4 separate regions of the Mus musculus genome follow, and regions 1, 3 and 4 are each linked to region 2. The links are chromatin contacts, called in public HiChIP or PLAC-seq and Micro-C maps. All regions are on one chromosome and are shown on one strand. Each heading gives the region's core, a stretch centred on a gene start, on an enhancer-like site or on the middle of the called end of the contact. The rest is flanking DNA. Distances are from core to core; before and after follow the strand shown.

The links. Hi-C and Micro-C count contacts between places; a contact is called where the count stands out from the background. HiChIP or PLAC-seq counts read pairs in DNA pulled down with a chosen protein or histone mark.
Region 1: a Micro-C map of embryonic stem cells shows a contact between it and region 2, with 2.4 times the contacts expected there. The contact joins the promoter of Sdhb here to the promoter of Arhgef19 in region 2. A contact is called at or near these places in 1 of 484 Hi-C or Micro-C datasets (embryonic stem cells) and 2 of 115 datasets of contacts at active chromatin or transcription factors (embryonic stem cells and pancreatic cancer cells).
Region 3: a contact with region 2 is called in an HNF4G HiChIP or PLAC-seq map of pancreatic cancer cells. The contact joins the promoter of Ddi2 here to the promoter of Arhgef19 in region 2. A contact is called at or near these places in 1 of 484 Hi-C or Micro-C datasets (liver), 4 of 115 datasets of contacts at active chromatin or transcription factors (embryonic limb bud, large pre-B cells, microglia and 1 more) and 1 of 9 other capture datasets (adipose tissue).
Region 4: an H3K27ac HiChIP or PLAC-seq map of microglia shows a contact between it and region 2, with 4 times the contacts expected there. The contact joins the promoter of Plekhm2 here to the promoter of Arhgef19 in region 2. A contact is called at or near these places in 2 of 115 datasets of contacts at active chromatin or transcription factors (astrocytes and microglia) and 1 of 9 other capture datasets (adipose tissue).

What each region holds. Positions count from the first base shown.
Region 1 is chr4:140,960,011-140,962,710 of GRCm38.p6, reverse strand. It overlaps Sdhb (succinate dehydrogenase complex, subunit B, iron sulfur (Ip)), which reads right to left and starts at 1,440. Exons shown (of 8, transcript NM_023374.4): 1 at 1,235-1,440. The coding sequence starts at 1,306.
Region 2 is chr4:141,238,285-141,240,984 of GRCm38.p6, reverse strand. It overlaps Arhgef19 (Rho guanine nucleotide exchange factor (GEF) 19), which reads right to left and starts at 1,380. Exons shown (of 18, transcript NM_001379647.1): 1 at 1,115-1,380; 2 at 241-353. C630004L07Rik (RIKEN cDNA C630004L07 gene) reads left to right here. Exons shown (of 2, transcript NR_165245.1): 2 at 1,048-2,700.
Region 3 is chr4:141,722,135-141,724,834 of GRCm38.p6, reverse strand. Ddi2 (DNA-damage inducible protein 2) reads left to right here and starts at 1,416. Exons shown (of 10, transcript NM_001017966.2): 1 at 1,416-1,778. The coding sequence starts at 1,641.
Region 4 is chr4:141,662,719-141,665,418 of GRCm38.p6, reverse strand. Plekhm2 (pleckstrin homology domain containing, family M (with RUN domain) member 2) reads left to right here and starts at 1,273. Exons shown (of 20, transcript NM_001033150.2): 1 at 1,273-1,558. The coding sequence starts at 1,499.

The sequences.
Region 1 (2,700 bases), core at 191-2,690, 280 kb after region 2:
CTCCTGATCTTGCTGCATCAGCCTTTGGAGTGCTGGTGTGATAGGTGTGCATGCAAAGGGATGCACAAGTCGGGTGGTGGTGGTGGCTCACACCTTTAATCCCAGCACCCAGAAGGCTGAAGCCGGAGAATCTCTGAGTTCCAGGCCAGCCAGGGTTGCATAAAGACACTGTCCGAAAAGTCAAAACCTAACCAAAACAACACTAAAATTATCACAGGGTGGAGATTCATCTTAGCACTTTGGAAGGAGCAGAGTTCAGTTCCCTGCACGCATATGGCGGCTGATAACCACCTGTGACTCCAGTTCAGGAAATACAGCTCTCTTTTCTCCACGGGCACATGGTGCATATACATGAAAGCACACACTCATACACACACACACAAATCTAAAAAAAAAAAAAAAAAAAACCAACAAAACCCCCCAAAACAAAATGGGAGTTCCTGTTGTCCGCCTGTGAAGGACTATCCAGAAGCCCAGAGGAGGACTGAATGGTATCTGTAAAGTAAGGAGAGGCAGTTTTTCTCGCCTTTCTAAATGCTTCTACTGTGCAGCTCCCGAGGATACAGGGCGTGTGGGGAGACCTATGACAGAGCTACTACAGAATTATTAACAAAAGCAGCTCCAGGCTCTGCCTGTCATCCCATGCCAGCGGTATGAGATCAGTGCCGCTACACACCCCTGAATAAGCACGCTTCAGGGAACCGGGTCTTGCCTGCAGACTTCCACAGTACGGATCTTTCAAGGGGTCGGGGTCGCTTTCTTTCATGTCTCCCTTCCTCTGCGGGTCAAGTGCATTGCCTTGCAGAGTCCACCGCCCTCCGACCTGACCGATCCAGACCAGCCTAACCTGGAGGTGCGACCTGGCCTCCCGGGTCCCACCCCAGACACCCCGCAGGCCTCCCTTTCACACAAGCCTGGCGGAGTACAACTAGCAGGATTTGATTCTGGGTCCCGACCACAGGTCGCTCATCCTATGACCTTGACCTCTCCCTGTCCTCCTCCCAGACCTCTGTCTTTCTGTTCTCTCTTCCAACCTCCTCCCGGCCGCGCCTCTCTCTCCGGTGATGGAGAAGCGCGGAATGGCTGTCTGAAAGGATGCTCAAGAGCAGGATGCCGGGTTAAGTCCTCCCCCGAGGCCTGGACCCGGGCTCCTTCCGCCTCTCCGCGGCCTCTCTACCCAGGCAGCCTCGGTGACGGGCACGGCTCCCCACTGAACCACGGCTCCCGGGCTCACCTGCAGGCCGACTCTGCCGAGAACGGCAGCCGGGAAGCCGCGCTTCAAGGAGACCCCGACCGTCGCCGCCATTTTGGCTCCTGACGTCAGCCCCACCCCTTCCCCTCCGGCATCCCGTCGAACACCGCGGTGGGAAGCCGGCCTCTCACCCTGAGGACCGCTAGCCGCCTAAGCGCCAACGAGTGGAAGGCCGCTTCCGGTTTCTCCGAGCCAATGTACAGGAAGTGCGTGTGTGCAGCAGCGGCCCGTAGGGCGCATGCCCACTGGGCTTCCTATGTTCCTAAGGTGACCTCTGGAGTCTGAGGGGCGGGAGAGGGAAGGGTAGCGTGGAGGGGCGGGGCAGAGGCCAGGAGGGCGGGGCTTTCCTATTCTGCTGGTGGCTGTGATTTTTAACCCTTCTCTACTTGCAGTGGTGTCTGTCAATCACCTGTGACTCTTGTCTGGTCAGCTTTGTGCTAAATCTAGAGAACCTGTCAGTCCCTACCTGATTGGGACACTTGTTAAGTGACTGAAGTGATCAAAAGATGAACGTCACGTCGGTACAGAAGTTGCATGCCCGGCATATGGAGACAGTAGGAGAACCAAGCTCACCCTCCGCTACTTAATGAGGTCGAGTCCATCTGGGATACTTGAGACCCTGCCTCAAAACACACAAAACCAAAACCAAAGCAGCCAGAAAGGGTACCTAGTATGTGGCTGGTGCCAGCCTCTGGAATGCTGTGGTAAGTGAGCGAGCTGCTCACCTAATTCCTCTCTAACCCCAAGGAAGATGACAATAGGAAAGATGGGTGATGTAGCTTATAGGCTGTCCACCAAGGACCCACAGGCTGTCCACTGTCCCCAACTTCAGATCTTCCTACAGGTAAAGAACTGCAGAGAGCTGGGATTACAGCTGTGTGCCACCATGCCTGTGTGTGCTGAACAAGCCTTCTACTAACCGACCTGTGTCCTCAGATTTCGTCAGTTTCCTTAGTCACCTGAGCTGCTTTTTTTTTCTGGCACTTCTAGACAGGGTTTCTCTGTGTAGCCCTGACTGTCCTGGAACTCACTTTGTAGACCAGACTGGACTTGAACTCAGAAATCCGCCTGCCTTTGCCTTCCAAGTGCTGGGATTAAAGGCATGCGCCACCACTGTCCAGCCTTTCTGACACCTTTTATGGGTTCTCTCAGAGCCCCCCACCCTCTGACTGGGGATTTGACCACCTTGGGCAGGCGTGATCTTGGTATCCCAAGTCACTTGGTCTCTTGGGGCACCCAGTGACTTTGCTGGTCCTTGTTACCAGAGGAAGGATTTGATTTCTTTCCGCTCACCTTTGGCAGAGGAGGGCACTGTTTATAGTCTTGGGTTTCCTCACGCTGGCTCTTTTAGAAGACACTGGAGAAATTACCATGACAGGAGGAATGGCTAGATGGGGCCAAGTTTCTGGGAACTCACCCTGAATCTGGCTTCTCTGCCAGGTAGCCTC
Region 2 (2,700 bases), core at 131-2,630:
GTTTCTTTCGCACCGGGTCGGGTGGAGCAGGCACTCCTGGAGGAGGGAAGCTCTCTCGGCCCCGTGAAAGTTCAAGGTAAAAGGGGGCGTGTCGAAGGCAAGACTATTGTAAAGGAGCCTGGCCAATCCTTGCTCCACTCTAGCGGGCGGGGCTTGAAAGGGAGGAGCCAGGACGTGGGGGCAATTAGGAGGCGTAATCAGCCAGATGTGGGTGGGGCCAGAGTCCAAAGTCTTACTGACCTAAAGCAGCGCCTCTTGATGGACCGCCAGGACCTCTCCTTGAACTTGTTAGGTACCACAGCGGGCACATTCCACTGGAGCCAGGCTGCCAAAGGCAGGAAGATCAGAAGGAACTGGGGAAAGGGGACCAGAAAATGATTAATCTTTCTGTTTAGTTTTGTCCAGGCAGAGTCTCCTATGTAGCTTAGGCTGGCCTCAAACTTACTACGCAGTCCAGGCTTGATTTGAGCTCGATTTATAGCCAAGGATGACTTTGAACCCGTGACCTTTTTGTTTCCACCTTCTGAGGGCTTGATAACAAGGATGCAGCTTGGCAATAATTTTTTTTTTGAAAAATATTTATTTGGATTTGGAGAGATGGTTCAATGGTTAAGAGAACCGCTCGTGCAGAGGACCCGGGTTAGGTTCCTAGCATCCACATGGTACCTTACAACTGTCTATAACTCCATCTAGGGCATCTGACGCCCTTTTTTGGTCCCTGTGGGTACTAGGTACATATGTGGTGAACACGCAGGCAAAACACTCATACACATAAAGAATAATAAAATAAAAATTTAAATACGATTTCCTTTACATTGTATGAATGCTTGCTTGCATGCACGACATGCATGCTTGGTACCCACAGATGTCAGATGAGGGCTTCGGATCCCGTGGCAAACTGGAGATAGAGAGAGTTGTGAATGTGGGTGTTGGGAACCTAACCCAGATCCTCACAAGAGCTGCCAGCTCTCTTAACTACGGAGCCGCCTCTCTGGCTCCTTGACAATGAATGGTCACATTGACCTTGTCCTAAATCTCCTTCTACAGCAGGTTGGCCAGTGTCAGACCCTGAACTCAACGATGCTTGCAAATCCCAGACAGACGCTCAGCCTACCTCCCAGGGGATGACGAAGCCAGATGCGCGGCCAGCATTTTTCCAGTAGTTGAGGGCGAGTTCCTTCGCCGGTAGTGAAATATCTTGGACTTGGGGGTCCCAAGAGCTTCTCGGATGTGGACTCCGAGCTCTGCTCTCCTGCCTCTCCCCTCCCTTAGAAGTTGGTCCTGCGGCTTCAACCCAGACGACGCCGAACAGCTGTGTACTAGACAGACTCAGCTTCCTGCGGTTCCAGCTAGGTCCCTCTACAGTAGTCAGAGCCTCGCTCCATCCAGGCTCAACGCTCCTCCTCTTCCACCCTCAGCACCTCCTCCCCTCTCAGGCTCGTCCCCCATCCCCCGCCTCCTGGCCCCTGTCAGACCCCGCCCTCTAGGCTCAGCAACCCTCCAAGGCAGGCCCCGCCCTACCCAGGCAACCGCACTCGGCCGTCGCAGGCAGGCCCTGCACCTCCCGGGCATGCTTCACCCCTCCCGGACTTAGCACACCGTCCACTCCCAGGCAGGTCTGGTCGCACCCAGGTTTAGCACGGTGTTCCTACAGTCACTCCCCACCCTCCTCCGTGCCTGGTGGGTCTTCCACCTGCAGGGTGTGTGTGTGTAGGGGTTCTGGATCAGAGCCAGGTGAAGCGCACAGACACCAGCGGGAGGCTGGCAAATCCACTGGGCTGGCTGTGATATTCTTACCGGTACCAGGGGCGTGGCCAACAGGGACCAATCCTACAACTGTCATCCCCCATTCAGGTACAAATTTATGCTCATACTAAAATAATCTTGACTTGATATTTGCTCGGGCTCCTTTTGGGGCCCCAGGGAGAAAACCTACTACGTTTCTGCTTAATCAGCATAACAATAAACCGACTCCTACTGACGCACTGCTTGCTGTCCCGTACATCAGCCCATCGCTCAGCCCTCCTCAGAGACGCTTCTAACAGTAGATGGGAAATTAACAGAGACCCACAGCTCTTTGAGAGACTTAGGGGCACTCAGCTCTAAATGGGAGACGTTTCTCATACCCTCAAGGCTCAGGGATCTATTCCAGAGAGTGGGCAGGGAGGCTGGAAGAGCCAGAAGTGGCAAATGGATCCAGAGGAAACTGAAGTTTCCCGACTCCCGACAAGAAGATGCACATATGAACTCACAGAGACTGTCAAATGCATAAGACCCGCACAAGCTCAAGCCAGACAAAAATCCCAGTGTGTGGAAGGTAAAGTGGACATAAACTCCCACCCCTCACCAAGAGGCTATTTGCAACTGATACTGGCAGGCAAGGGGACATCAGCCTTCTTCAATGGAGTGACATCAGGTGTATCAAACACACTCAAGAGCCTCGAGCTCAGAAAGAGTTGGCCATCACAAATCTGACTCCAAGGTCTTGTTCTTTTTGAAACAGGACAGCTCTGTGTAGTGCTAGCTTTCCTGGAACTCTGGCTCTGCCTCCCAAATGCTGAGGTTAAAAGCGTGTACCGCTGCCTGGCTTGCTTCTTTTGAAAGAGCGTCAAGTTTGGTGGGTAGGGAGGGGGAGAAGTGGAGAGGTTCTGGGAGGGGAAAGAATATAATCAAAGTATGTTGTTTACAATAGCCAGGGCT
Region 3 (2,700 bases), core at 167-2,666, 480 kb before region 2:
CCCTGCTTCCCATTTCCTTCCTGTTCTGCTGGAGGAGGCTCCTCGCTCCACGGAGCCAGGAGTGGAAATCCTTGTGCTTGTAGTGATCCTGCAGTCTCTGCTCCTGGATGATGGTGAAATGAACCAATTCAAGACAGATTAGCTCGTCGTAAATGCGGGTTTGTTGGGTTGGGAAGCTTCTGTCAGGAGGACGAATTCACTGGTCCCAAGGAAGGAGAGGAAGGAAGCCATATTAGTCGCCATGGGAAGGGAAAGGAGAAGAGGGAAAAGAAAGAAAGAAAGAAAGAAAGAAAGAAAGAAAGAAAGAAAGAAAGAAAGAGAGAAAGAGAGAAAGAAAGAAAGAGAATGGGGGTGGGGGGGAGAGAGAGACCAATGATATCATATATGATATGATATCTGTATTAAATGCAGAAGAGTCTCTGGGGGAAGGGCAGCTGAGTCCCTGCCAGGTAGGGACAGAGGGATGTCAGGAGAACCTTGAGCCTTTGATTTGTACAATGCATACCTCAGCCCCTAATCCAGGACTGGAAACCAAACACTCCTGAGTGCTGGGATTACAAATGTGGACCACCCTAGTGGGCCCGGGAGATGTTTTCGGATTTTTACCATTCTTGGTATCTACATCTTCTTATGAATTGAGTGGCCACTAAAATAACGACTGTTTCCCAAGTACTGTCTTTTTGTCCTGCTGAGGTTGAGCTTGGTCCTGGTAGGCAAGATGTCAACAAGGTATTTTATCTATACCATTAAAGTAAATTGTTCAGACTGGAACACTTATGATCCAGGCAGGCTTGGAATTTGCCAGCCTTCTGTTCACCCTCCTGAGTAGCTGGGATTACAGGTTTGCGCTACCAGTCCCAGTATACGGAGTAAATTCTAAACCGTACCCAGTAAACGTCCAGTGCTGGATGCAGTCTGAGAGTGAGTTAACTAAGAACTGTGCTGTGTGTGTGTGGCTGCCAGCGCAGCCATGCCAGCCCGCAGGCTGGGATGGGCCTCGAGCACAGCAAAGGATCTGGATTTTCGTCCTACATTCATTACCAAGTCGAAACCGAGTTAATATTACTGAAATGACAACTTCCATTACGAAAACTCTGTTTTAGAAAGATGTGCTTAATTTGTCTTTCAACCATTTTTATGCACACGCCATTCGCACAGTAGGTCCCCGTTGGATGACTAACTGGGACTGGGATCCTGGAATACTCCGGAGCTCAAGCATTAAATCGTGGGGTTCCCCCACCCCGCATCCCCATTCCTCCCTCCAGTCTCCCCAGCCCCGCCCTGCCCCACAGCCTAGCGTCGCGAAGGCTGCCGGCAGCCTGGCGCGCTTTACGGCCGTGGCGTTGCGACGGGGCGGGGCGCCGGGCGGGCGGCCCGCGAGCTTGACGGCAGCGGTGGGAGGCAGGCCGGCAGGCAGGCAGACGGCGTCGCAGGCGGGTGGCGGCGGCCGCGCTGGCTGCCGAGGGCGGGAGCGAGTGAGTCATTGCGCGCGTGTGAGGGAGGAAAGGAGCGAGCGAGCGAGCGAGCGAGCAGCCCGCGCCCGTCGCCCTCCCGCCGCTGCCGCCAGGTCTCCCCAGCCGCCGACTGCCTTCCGCCCAGCGCCCAGGCCGGGCCGAGTCGAGCCGGGTCGGGCCCGGGCCATGCTGCTCACCGTGTACTGTGTGCGGAGGGACCTCTCCGAGGTGACCTTTTCCCTCCAGGTCGACGCCGACTTCGAGCTGCACAACTTCCGCGCGCTGTGCGAGCTCGAGTCCGGCATCCCCGCCGCCGAGAGCCAGGTACGCCGGGGTGCGGCAGCGAGCGGGGGCCTCCGGCCGCTGTGGCCGGGGGCGGGGGGAGCTGGGGGCCGGCGGGGGCCGAGTCCTGCAGCCGCCCGTGGATGCACCCACTGCAGCTAGAGGGGCACGTGCGCGGGCGGGCAGCCCTCCCCACCTTCTGGCCTTCGGGAGCCTGGGTCCTCATCCGGGATCTCCTGACTTTCCGACCAGAAATACCAGTTTGGATCACTGGGAGAACGACGCCTGCCTGGGGTTCGCTTATTTGGACCGCTCCAATATGCGCAGTTTACTACCTGGGAGAATGCAGATTTGCGGTTGAAAGTGAGGGGAAAAAGTTTGAGACTCACTCTGCCATTGACGTCTCTGGAAATGCATACATTTTTGGTTAATTTATTATATATGTATACACACACACACATATATATATGTCATATATTAATTAAAGTAATGGTTAGGTTAACTCAGTCTGTCTGCTTCTCTCAGGCCAAAGCCCTCCTCCTTTCTGGGCCCAGTTTAGTTGGGTCAGTTCAAAGCTCAGTGCTTTCGAAGGATATTAGCTTGAAAATGGCCTACTGTCTGAAGACCCCCGAGGGATTCGGCGGCCAGGAGTTCAGCCTTCTCATGTTTTAACAAGAAAATATATTCTCAAAATGCTTTGGTGTCCTTAGTAGACTTCATCAAACAATAGGTGGACTATTTTGTAACCTTTGCACTAAATCCCTTAAGATTCTAACCAAAGTGGCCCCCGCTGGGTGTAGTCTAAACACCAGAAAATTATAGACAGCTCCCAAGGCCCCAGAATGTAAATCTTGATTTCCTTCTGCAATTATGAAATAGTTCCAAAAACTGTTGCCCAACGACTGCCTGTTCTGTCCTGACTTACGGTAAACTCTGCGTGTCAATATTGTGTTCAGAAGTACCA
Region 4 (2,700 bases), core at 24-2,523, 420 kb before region 2:
CTGCCCGGCTTAGTCACCTTCCTATTGCTATGATGAAACACCATGACCAAAGCTACTTGGGGGTGGAGGAGGGGTTTATTTGGCTTACATGTCCCGAATTACAGTCTACTGAGGGATGCTAAGTCAGGAAGTCAAACCAGGCAAGAACCTGGAGGCAGGAGCTGATGGCTTGTCTTCCCCTACGTTGCTCAGCCTGCTTCCTTATAGAACCCAGGACCACCAGTCCAGGGATGGCACCACAATGGGCTGTGTTCCCTCCCACCCCCCATCAATCACTAATTAAGAAAATGTCATACAGCCTTATCTTATGGAGGCGTTTTCTCAACTGAGTTTTTCTCCTCTCAGATGAACCTAGCTTGTGTCCCTGGTCGAGCTGACACAAAACTAGCCAAGACAGAGGGTGTGAGGGCCGATAGGGAAGAGGGCTTGTTTTGGAAGTAGAAGATACCTTGAGAACGGTGAATTGGAGTGTTGGAGAGGATGGAGGGCTGAGCTCTGGCATCAGGGCAACGTTGGGTGCTGGAGTGGCTCTAGGCGGTCCAAACCTCGGAACCCTGGGGTGTGCGTGGAGCAGTTGGAAAGGAATAGGTAGGTGTCTCTGCCAGGCCAAGCCTTGTCTCCAGAGTCTCTCGAGTATTCGGGTATATCTGGGGCCCCTTGTGGGCAAGGGTGAGGAATGTCAGGTTTGGAATGAGGGAGGGGCCCCGTCTGTCCTGGTCCTGAGTGGGGTCTTCAAGGAGTTGGCCGGGTCCTGGAAGGAGAGCCTTTGAATGTTACAGGGAAGGGAAGTGTGGGCAAGGAGAGAGGGAGCAATATCTAAGGAGCTGGGGCAGTTTTTAGGCCCGTGCAGGGCCTTGCTGCAAGGGGTTAGGGGAACGACAACACGGACAATACGGTATCTCAGAGGAGCTGGGAGGGGGCCCGGGGTCTGTGAGGTTCCCGGGGTCTTTGAGCAGGGTGGCTCTGGAGATCGGTGAGCTCCCAGGGTCTCATGAGGAGTTTGTGCAGGATTGGGAAGTGGGAGGCGAAGTCTTTGAGTCCCAGCGTGTTTGAGGTCCCGAGGCTCTGCGGTGCCGGATCTATGCGATTCTGGCTCTGTGAGGTCCTGGGTCTATGCGATCCGGGCTGTGTGAGTCCCCTAGGTCTGCAGGTCCCCGGGGCTCCGGATCTCTGAGCTCCCAGGTCTCCATCGCCCCGGGTCTCGGAGGAGGCGGGCCCGCCTGGTCGCCGCCGTCCCTCCCGGCCGGTGCTGGCGCCGCCCCGCCTGACATCAGTTCCTGCGGCCGCGCAGGGCCCGCGTCTCCTTCCCGGCTCGGCGCTCGGGAGGCGGCGGCGGCGGAGCGAGGCCCGGGCGAGGCGAGGCGAGGCGAGACGAGGGCGGCGGGCGCCGGGGCCCGCGGCCGGCACGACGGAGCCCCCGCACGGCCGGCGGCAGCGGTTGGCGGCGGCCCCGGGCTCCCGGCGTGGGAAGCGGCGGCGGGGCGGCGGCGGCAGCGCCATGGAGCCGCGGGAGGTGAAGGACCGAATCCTGGAGAACATCTCGCTGTCGGTGAAGAAGGTGAGCGGCCTCCTTCGGCCCCGACCCCCTCCCCGGTCCCCGTCGCTAGTCCCCCCCGGGTCGCCTCCATGACCGGGACCCCGGGCCACTGTCGTCCTGGCGACCCTGGGCCCTGCTGGAGAAGCAGGCGACTCCCGGGAGCGCCGCGGCCTCCGAGCTATTTTTAAAGAACAAAGTTGAGGTCAGCGTCCTCGGAGCTCCCCGGTGCCCGAATCGGCCTTGTCTTCCCGCGACTGGCCCGTGACACCTCGGGAAGGCTGCGGGTAGGACGGGGCAGGGAGAGCATCCTCGAGGAATCCACTGCATCTTCCCTCCCTCCCTCGGGGCAAAGGCCGAGAACCAGCACCTGCTGGTCACCCCAGCTGTGCCCTGCGACATTGCTTGGGGACCCACGGAATCCCCAAGTCGTCCTAACTCCAGGATGGCAGTTTAGAAAAAAGCGAGTTACAGAGCTCTGAGTGAGGACCTGAGGTGTCTAGGGTTGTAGTTTTGGAAGGTAAGCCGTGGGACGGTGACACTATGACACTTTGGGTTGGGGCTTGTTAGTATTGGTCATTGCCCCAATTCCTGGTAGGAATGACTACCTGTCAAGGGCACGCACAGGGGTGAGGAGACAGGCCAGCCTCAGAAGGCTGGGTGTGGTGATGCATCTCTGTCATCCAGCACACAGGAGGCTAAAGCAGAGTCCTGAGGTCCAAGCTAGCCTGGACTACATAGTGAAACCGAAAAATAGAGGAGTGGGGAAGATTGACTAGCCTGCCTTCATGCTTTTTCTGTGTGTGTGTGTGTGTGTGTGTGTGTAACTATACTTTAGGAGCTGTGTGTGTGTCCGTATGTAAATGGGAGAGTGGAGGTCAGAGGTCAACTTTTGAGAATTGATTCTCTCCTATCCTGTTAATTCCAGTACTCAAACTCAATGTGTAAGTTTTGGCAGCAATGCCTTCACCCACTGAAGCATTTCTCTGGCCCTCTTCTTTCTTGCTTTTCTTTTCTTTTCTTTTCTTTTCTTTTCTTTTCTTTTCTTTTCTTTTCTTTTCTTTTCTAACAGTCTCACTATACAGACAAGGCTAACCTCAAACTCTCCCTCCAGAGTGCTGGCCTTAAAGATGAGTACCACACCGCCTGCCTCCTTTAGGGTTCTT